2 separate regions of the Lactuca sativa genome follow, and region 1 is linked to region 2. The links are chromatin contacts, called in public Hi-C maps. All regions are on one chromosome and are shown on one strand. The core of a region is the stretch at or near the end of the contact, and the rest is flanking DNA. Distances in the headings are between cores, read along the strand shown.

Region 1 (4,531 bases), core at 1,558-4,057, 140 kb after region 2:
ATAATGGCCCAAGAGTCTTTCCTCTGCTAATGGGCTCAAAGTCCATACCCAAAGCTCTTAATGGGCTACATGGCCCAATAAGGTCCAACCAAAACAACCATGGACCAAAACAGATTAATCGGATCACTAACCCAAAATATGACCATGCCCAAAATTGATTAAGGCCCAAAGGGTTTACGAGCCCACAAAAACCCCAAAGCCAACTGGGGTGCGTACGCCAAGCGTACCACTTCAGTACGCTCAACGTACTGAGTCCTTGGTTGTATACGTTGTGTACGCTATATTACGACCAACATACAAGAAGATTAAGCACTACTTCCATTATGTGCCTAATACTCGATAATCTAACGTCCAACATCAGATCATAGCTCATTAAGACGTCCTAGGGCATAAAGTTGACAACTTTATACCCTTGCATGCTATAAGGGACTTCAAAACTTCATTCTTCACATTAGGACTTCATATAAAGCTTCAAACTCATGCATGGAGTCTAGATAACCTTCAAGCTAACACCTTTATGCATATAGCATGCTCATAGAGCTCAAATCTAACCATCTTAGTCTCTGGAGTTGCTTAACTATCAAGAGAAGATCCAAGAACCAAAAGTAGGACAACATAGACAACCCTAACTCAATCTAATGAATAAGATGGCAAGATTGAGACTTTATACCTCCAGAAGCTCCTCAAGGTGAACTAGATGTAGGTTCTTGAAGCCTAATGCCACACCAAGCTTGCTCACTAACTTATTCTTCTTGACTAAGCTCAAAAATGGCCACTAACACACTTTTATGCTCCAAAAACACATTCTCAAAGGAAAACTGAGGTAAAGGGACGAAATGAGACTCTAGAGGCTAATTAGGGTTTAGTCACAATGACTTAAGGATGTTTAAATATGTGTCAAGTTAGAAATTTAGGGTTTTGCTCTTCTGTCGTGTACGCCCAGCGTACATGGCCACCCTCCACGATCATCCATCCTTAGTACGCCATGCATACTCCTTAAGTACGCCCATTGTACTTAAGGGACCATTATGTTATACTTTTTTCATTTAAAGGGTACAAAGGGTATTTACCTGATTTGTAGTGTTACACGTTTAATATGAAATAAGTGTTTGTTTATATTTTTTTTTAAATATGTGTTTGTATACAAACATATTTATAATAAAATAGGTGTTTGTATAGATTTTTTTTGTAAAATATATGTTTGTATACATTTTTTTTTTATAAAACGAATTTGTATATATTTATGTACTTTATAAATACCTATTTTTTAAAATAGGTATTTCGTATACAAAAAAAATTATATTGAAAAATAAGATTTTTTCTATGAAAATATGTTTTTTTTATATAAATATGATTTTTTTTAAAAGAAAAACATATTTAAATTTTTTATTTTGAGAAAAAAAAGTTATAAAAAAAAACTAAAGTTAGGACGAAATCATAACAAAATTATGAAATTTAGCCAAAACGGTAAAAAATTTATCAAATTTGTAATAAAAATTTAAAATCCGGGCCAAAATATAAATTTTAGACTAAAATTGTAGTAATATTTCATAGCTGGGCCAAAAGTGTAATTTTTGAAAGTTAGATAACCTGCTGACTAGATAAAAAAGTTAAATTAAATACGAATACTGATTTTTAGAACTTAATTGAATAAAAAATATTTATAAAGAGTAAATATATTACAAGTCTTTTACGGTTTCCCTTTACATAATACCCATTATACGATTACATGTATAGTTAGTTGCGGAGAATAATAGGTTGGGATAATGACTTGATAGGGTAAGATATTTTTTGAAATGTACACATTTAGTCTTTATTCTTTTTTTTTTGTAAAATAAACCCTTATACTTTATTAATATGTACACATTATGTCATTTTCACCGGATTCTACAAATTTAACTGACGTATAAGGGTTTATTTTACAAAAAAAAAGAATAAGGACTAAATGTGTACATTTCAAAAAGTATCTTACCCTATCAAGTCATTTTCCCTTTCTTTTATTTTGTTGAAATGAAATACCTAGATGACATCCACATATCCACAACGAGATTTTTCTAACTTTTATTCATCATGAAAAAGAGGGAGAACCCCGATCTCCGGCGATTCCTTTGTGTGTTCCTACACATCACTGGTAGCAAGGAGGAATGATGACAAAAACAACAAGGTCGAAGGGGGAAGCAGGAGGAAGTAGAGACGGTAGTTGGCGGCGAAGAGCTGCTCTGGTAGCCCCCTCGTCGATTATTTCTTCTTTTTCTGGCAACATTTCTCAAAGATGGAGGCAAAGAGAGACACATCGGAGAAACACAATAGGTAAAGGGTGTTTGGCTGTTGCTGTTCGACCGGAAGGAAGAGAGACGAGAAAGAGAAGGGTCGCCGCACTTTTCTTGTTGCTGGAGGATCACCCACCTCCGGTGACTAAGCTAATTAATTGCTATTTAGTGCCACTTGTGCTTCCGCATCAGCAAAACCTGTAGAATCCGGTGAAAATGACCTAATATGTACATATTAATAAAGTATAAGGGTTTATTTTACAAAAAAAAAAATAAGGACTAAATGTGTAGAATTCAAAAAATATCTTACCCTATCAAGTCATTTTTCCTAAAAGAAAATTCGTATATGACCGGTATACCGGGTATAACCAGTCACAAGGATTACATTTTTACAAAAAATAAAGTATAAGGGTTTATTTTACGAAAAAAAATAATAATGACTAAATATGTACATTTCAAAAAAAATCACTTCCGCTTGTAGTTTTTGTTTTGTACACATATTATAACCTTAATTTATATGGTATTTATGTTTTTGGATGTTGTGCCACTGAGGGTGCATACTCCAAAAAGTGGTGTGCTCAAACGGACGATCCGAAGAAGACACCTCTCTCCTCTCACTCTCTTTCTTTCTCTCACTCTAGAACCTTCATGGTTAGGTTGATGAATTCCTCACCTCTTTCTCCTCTTCTCTCTTTGCAGCATAACGAAATGGTATTATGTTAATAAAGAACCAAAAGCTATGCTCTTTATGCCCCCTTTCTGTAAAATTTTCTAACTAATTTATAATTAAATAATCTCTCGACGGCGATCTATGAGCTGAATTCGATCGATGAGTAGTTTCATCTGTACTCCTCAATCAGGTAATCTCTTCTTTGATTGCTTTAGAATTGAATTGGGTCAGATTATTACTGTAATTTTGAATTGTTTTTCTCGAAATCAATTTTCGGATTGGATCGATAAAATCAACTAAATTTGCAGAAGAATAAAAATCCCCTTTTCAGTCTAGTGTCAGTTACTGAGCCGATCGATATTATGGCTGTTGTTGAGAATGGTGGGTCGAACAGTCATGTCGAACCAAACGATGTTGATCAGTCAAAATCATTGATTTCTAAATCAAGGTCAAGTGATCAGCATCAGAGTTCCGATCAGCAGAAGACGACACCACCTAATGGAAATGGTAGTCTGGCATACAATAACGGTGTCTCAAACAATCATCATCAGCATCAGATGACTACGAATGGCGTTGATCATCATAATCAGGAAGACGAAGAAGAAGAAGAAGAAGAGGGTTTTAAAAAAGAAATGCGTGATTTAGCTGAAATGCTATCAAAATTGAACCCTATGGCTGCAGAATTCGTACCCCCTTCACTCTCCAACAACCATCCTAGGCCCCTTCTCGTTCCACCATCTCCTACTTCTCACTTTGGTTATGCCGCCATCAACAATTTCCTTCTCCAAACTAACACTACACCAGCTTTCACCAACGCCAATTCCAATGGAGCTTCTACTAGACGGGTATACCCAAATCATCATCCCTAATTCTCTCTGTTGTGTATTTCTCTTTCTGGTGTTGATTCTTGTGAGGATTTTAATGGTTATGGATAGAAGAAGAGTAACTTTAGTCATGGGAAACGAAGGATGAATAGCCGAACTAGCTTGGCACAAAGAGAAGACGTCATTAAAAGGACTGTTTATGTGTCTGATATTGATCATCAGGTACTTGTTTAACTTTAATTTCATTCTTGCTTTGATTCCCATTAGTAAAAAGCTTTAATCTTTCTTTCCTCTTGATTTAGGTTACTGAAGAACAACTTGCAGCTCTCTTCATTGGTTGTGGACAGGTTGTAGATTGTCGTGTATGTGGTGATCCAAATTCTGTTCTTCGGTTTGCCTTTATAGAGTTCACAGATGAGGGTATGTCAATATAAGTTCACAAACTTTTATTAAACAAAATGTTTATTTATTCATTTAGATACATTGAATTGTGTATTTTGTGATTGCAGAAGGTGCAAGGAATGCATTGACTTTAGGTGGAACTATGCTTGGATATTATCCAGTTAGAGTATTGCCTTCAAAAACTGCAATTGCACCAGTAAATCCTACTTTTTTGCCTCGGGTGAGATTCTTTAACTTATATTTGTGATTTTTGAAAATGGAATAAGCTTTGGATATGTGGTTTTGAACTTTTGTTGATGCAAATATCATTTCTAATTTTGTTTTAGTCTGAAGATGAGAGAGAAATGTGTGCAAGAACTATCTAT
Region 2 (3,986 bases), core at 1,213-3,712:
TGAAACTTAGAAAAAGAGAACATTGATAATATATGTGAGTGTTGGTTTGTTTTATGTATTTTTTTTCTATATTCATAACAAAGTTGATTTAATAGGCTTCAATCTATTTTGTGTGTTGGTTGGTTCTATGGATTCGATTTATTTCATATTCCATCAATGATTTGTATAGGTTGTAAGAGAATTTTAAAAATGTTCTAATTTGTTTTAAAAATGGTTCTAAAAATATTGTAGAAAACAGTATAAAAACCATATAAAATATTAATAAAGATAAAAAAAAAAGTATAAAAAATTTTCTACGAAAATATTTAAAAAGTTGAAAAAAAAAGTTATAATCTTTTTTATAGAAAGTTAAAAAAAAAAAAAAAAAAAAAAAAAAAAAAAAAAAAGTAGTAAGAAGGTATTTAAAAAAATAAATAAAAAAAAAAAAACTAATTTTGGGTCGATTTATAAAAGAAAAAAGTTTGATAAGTCGACAAAAATCCTAACTATTTTTAAAACTCTGACAAAAAAAAAAGTATAAAATTTATTCCATGTACGAATTTAGTCATTCAACTTTTTGATACATATCTGAAAATTCTATAATACTATAAGATAATAACGATATTTTATGATAAACAAGTTTTTAGCTATAATATGTATATAAAAAATATAAATAATTATGTGTAATCGGAATAAAGTTTATTATTTATATAAGTTATTAATTAAAATAAACTATCTCGTGTTTATATTTGTATTACTTATGAAATATCTTTTTCCTCGGTCTAATGTGAACGTGCCTTCGAATGACCGCTCGTTTCCGACAAAAAACTTTTGTTACTTGATTGATGAGAAAAGCATAAAAAAGCTATGAAAATATAATTAGTAAAAACCGACCAAATCTAAACACATACCGACAAAATATTCGAAAGATTTTTAATATAAATAAAATCAAATATTAAAAAAAAAAAAAAAAAAAAAAGAGATACTCCTTTTTTACGTTTGTTGTGAAGATTTATATATCATAATTAGAGTAAATTACAAAATGGCCCCTATGACTATATCAGAAATTAAAAGTCCAGTCCAAAATTTCATATTGTCACAAAGTCGTCCATGAATTTGAATTTCGTTGCAGATAAGGTCCTTAACAAACAAAACTACAAAACTTAAGGAGATCATATATGCAACAAAAAGTGCAATTAAAGTCAAGGACGATATTGAGACAATTGCAAAACATGAAATAGATTTGCAAATTTGAGTAAAATAAGAAGAAAATTTGCAATGTTATCTTGTCTTTTATATTCTCGGAGTTACATATATTAGCAAAATTAACAATCATTCTGAAGGGAAAAAACATTTTGCATGCCATTGGTTTATGATTAAATTATTCTTTAAAGCCTTTAGTCGCCTTTAAAGAAAAACGTACGTAAGCATGAAGGTAAAAATTATTTAAATACATATTTTCGAAGATACTTGCCTAATTTATAGTGTTCAACCAATTTTTTCATCAACAGAAATCCACTATAAAAATATAATGGCTACTGTTAGTAAACAAATGACAAAGTTTAACATTATGATGTATAATTATATTAACTTCTATCCAAACTAGAAGCAAATGAGAAATAATATAACGATATATATTTACAATGGTTGATCCATAAGCTAAGTTAGCAACTAGAACTGAAGAAAAGTTTCAAATAATTTGAGTATACATTAAGATAGATTTAAACCACGTAACTTTATTCGACTAAAGTCGAAAAAGGAACTAGTGCAAAGATCGAGAACTCTATAATTTTTATTCTTGTAATTATACTTTGATCATAACATATGATTCTTCTCTCCTTACCAATTATAAGATCCACTCTGTCTAAACTCCATATGTTCATCACCACCATCGTTAGCTGTGGTACTTCCACCATCCTCCACCGTCATCGTGAAATACTGTTGGCTTTGTGGTTGCCGGAACTGCACGTTATAGCCATCATTAGGACGCAGCGCAACCCCCGGGCTACTTGATCGAATCCCATCAGTGAAACTATATGTATTATTGTTGTAAGTGTTCAACAACTGATGAGAAGAAGTAACGGATGACTCGTTTGATAGATATGGAGTGGAAGTTACATCGCCGCCGGTGTTGCCGCCACCAGTGAAGCGTTGGACCATGGCACGAAAGTTGGTGGCGTCGGTGTTGAGTAAGGTGGTTGGAGTTCTTCTTGAAGCTCTTGATCGTCTTCGACTATTTGTAGGTCGTGTTACCTTGCTGAGCTGATTAGAGACACCGGTGTTGTTGTTGCTGGTGGTGGTGGTGGTGTTGGTGACCACCGTCGCATCAGTGGCGGCGTCACCGGACCAGCTTTGTACTGTTGTGGGTTGGTTGTTTTCGTAGAATTGAAGCCATTGATTGTTGGAACTTGACATGGTTCCGCTCATATCATCAAAGGAAAGCGAAGAAAGAGAGAGGGAGTATAAAAAAGGATTGAAATTGTGGATATGATTTCGATGATTTGAAAAGAATATAATGAGTTGGATATTTGGTCGTTGGTCAAATTATGGACTTTTCCTACTAAGGGGAGGTCGTGCCACGTGGGGTTCGATGTCGAAAGTGGAGTAGACTTTGGGATGTTAGAGCGGGAAGTTCATTTACACCCAAGAGGGGTTCTTGGAAACAACCATCTAAATGCATAATTGTTGACTTGTTCGTACCTCGTTATATGTTTATACTTTCCCCAACTAATCTAACATCTTGTTTTGGAGTTCATTTTAGGAGTTGAAGGGTAAAAACTATCAAGAAAAATATGTTTATCTGTTTCTTTTATTAAGGATAGAAAGCGAAGGTATAGAAATGGAGCAGAGTATGGTGGAATGAAAGAAAGTTAGGCCTGACAATCATATCGTGTTTGGGTTGCCGTGTTGCGGGTTGGTGGGTTGGTGGATCAAAATATGTCAACCCTAACACGACTCATTTAAATATACATGTCATGGGTTGACGGGTTTAAAACATAAACCCATATATAACCCGTCAACCCATTTATTTATACAGGTTCATATGTTGGCGGGTTCATGGATCAGATTTGGATTCGTGGGTTAGATTTCATAAATAAAATTAATAATTAAACATGAATAATTATTGATGGTTGATGCAAACATACAGTAACATTGATATAAAAGATACACTGATACAAAATTTAATGTTCAAAATTTCTGGGTTGTTATCACTTTTTGATTAAAAACCAACGTTACACATCAATTTCCTGTTCAAAATTTAAGTTTTCTTAGTCATGTGTTTGTGTTATCAGCCTACCAGGTCATCGACAATCTCACTTCTCACAATCCTATTATAATCACTCATACACACTTCTCCTACAAATTAAAAACCAAATCTGTAAGAAACTAAGGAACTGCATCTTGTAATCGGAAAACTACACCAAAATAACAACTTAAGAAACATACGAGAAGATTGTATTGGCGACTCACGTTAAGGGCTTCAATGCTTCAACCTTCACGCGTCAACATCGTTTGTGATTTCGATGCACGATTTGATTTCGATACCTGATTTCGATCACAAAGTACCAGAGGGGAGAGTGGGACTATGGGAGACCGGAAGATGGAGATACACTCATATGCGACTTGATTTTTAGATTATTATTTAGCGCAAATGGGCAAAATGGTTACAGACTTATCCTTACATGTTACGACTTACGACATTAGGTCATTCACCACGAGTCAAAATGTCAAAAGAGTTAAATGGTCTATGAATGAATAGTATATATTATATAATACTTATTAAATATTAATACTTGATACATAAATTCATTTATAAATAAAATAATTTTTTTATTGAATATATAAACGGGTTGACGGTCAACCTGTTAATTTTTTGAGAAACTCATATATGACCCGTTTAATAAACGGGTTGGTGGGTTGACGGGTTAACGGATTGGCGGGTTGAAAAACTCAACTCAAACCCATTTATTTCGTGTCGTGTCGAGAATTGTCAGAGCTAAAGAAAT

Evidence for each region. A called contact is a pair of places that touch in the nucleus more often than the background predicts.
Region 1: a Hi-C map of leaf shows a contact between it and region 2, with 2.7 times the contacts expected there. The contact joins the promoter of LOC111885457 here to the promoter of LOC111885463 in region 2. A contact is called at or near these places in 2 of 4 Hi-C or Micro-C datasets (both in leaf).

What each region holds. Positions count from the first base shown.
Region 1 is chr5:171,146,025-171,150,555 of Lsat_Salinas_v11, forward strand. It overlaps LOC111885457 (polyadenylate-binding protein-interacting protein 12), which reads left to right and starts at 2,808. Exons shown (of 10, transcript XM_042902637.2): 1 at 2,808-3,130; 2 at 3,249-3,785; 3 at 3,879-3,986; 4 at 4,067-4,184; 5 at 4,274-4,386; 6 at 4,493-4,531. The coding sequence starts at 3,303.
Region 2 is chr5:171,009,589-171,013,574 of Lsat_Salinas_v11, forward strand. It overlaps LOC111885463 (VQ motif-containing protein 22), which reads right to left and starts at 2,463. Exons shown (of 1, transcript XM_023881721.3): 1 at 1,525-2,463. The coding sequence starts at 2,406. The coding sequence ends at 1,819.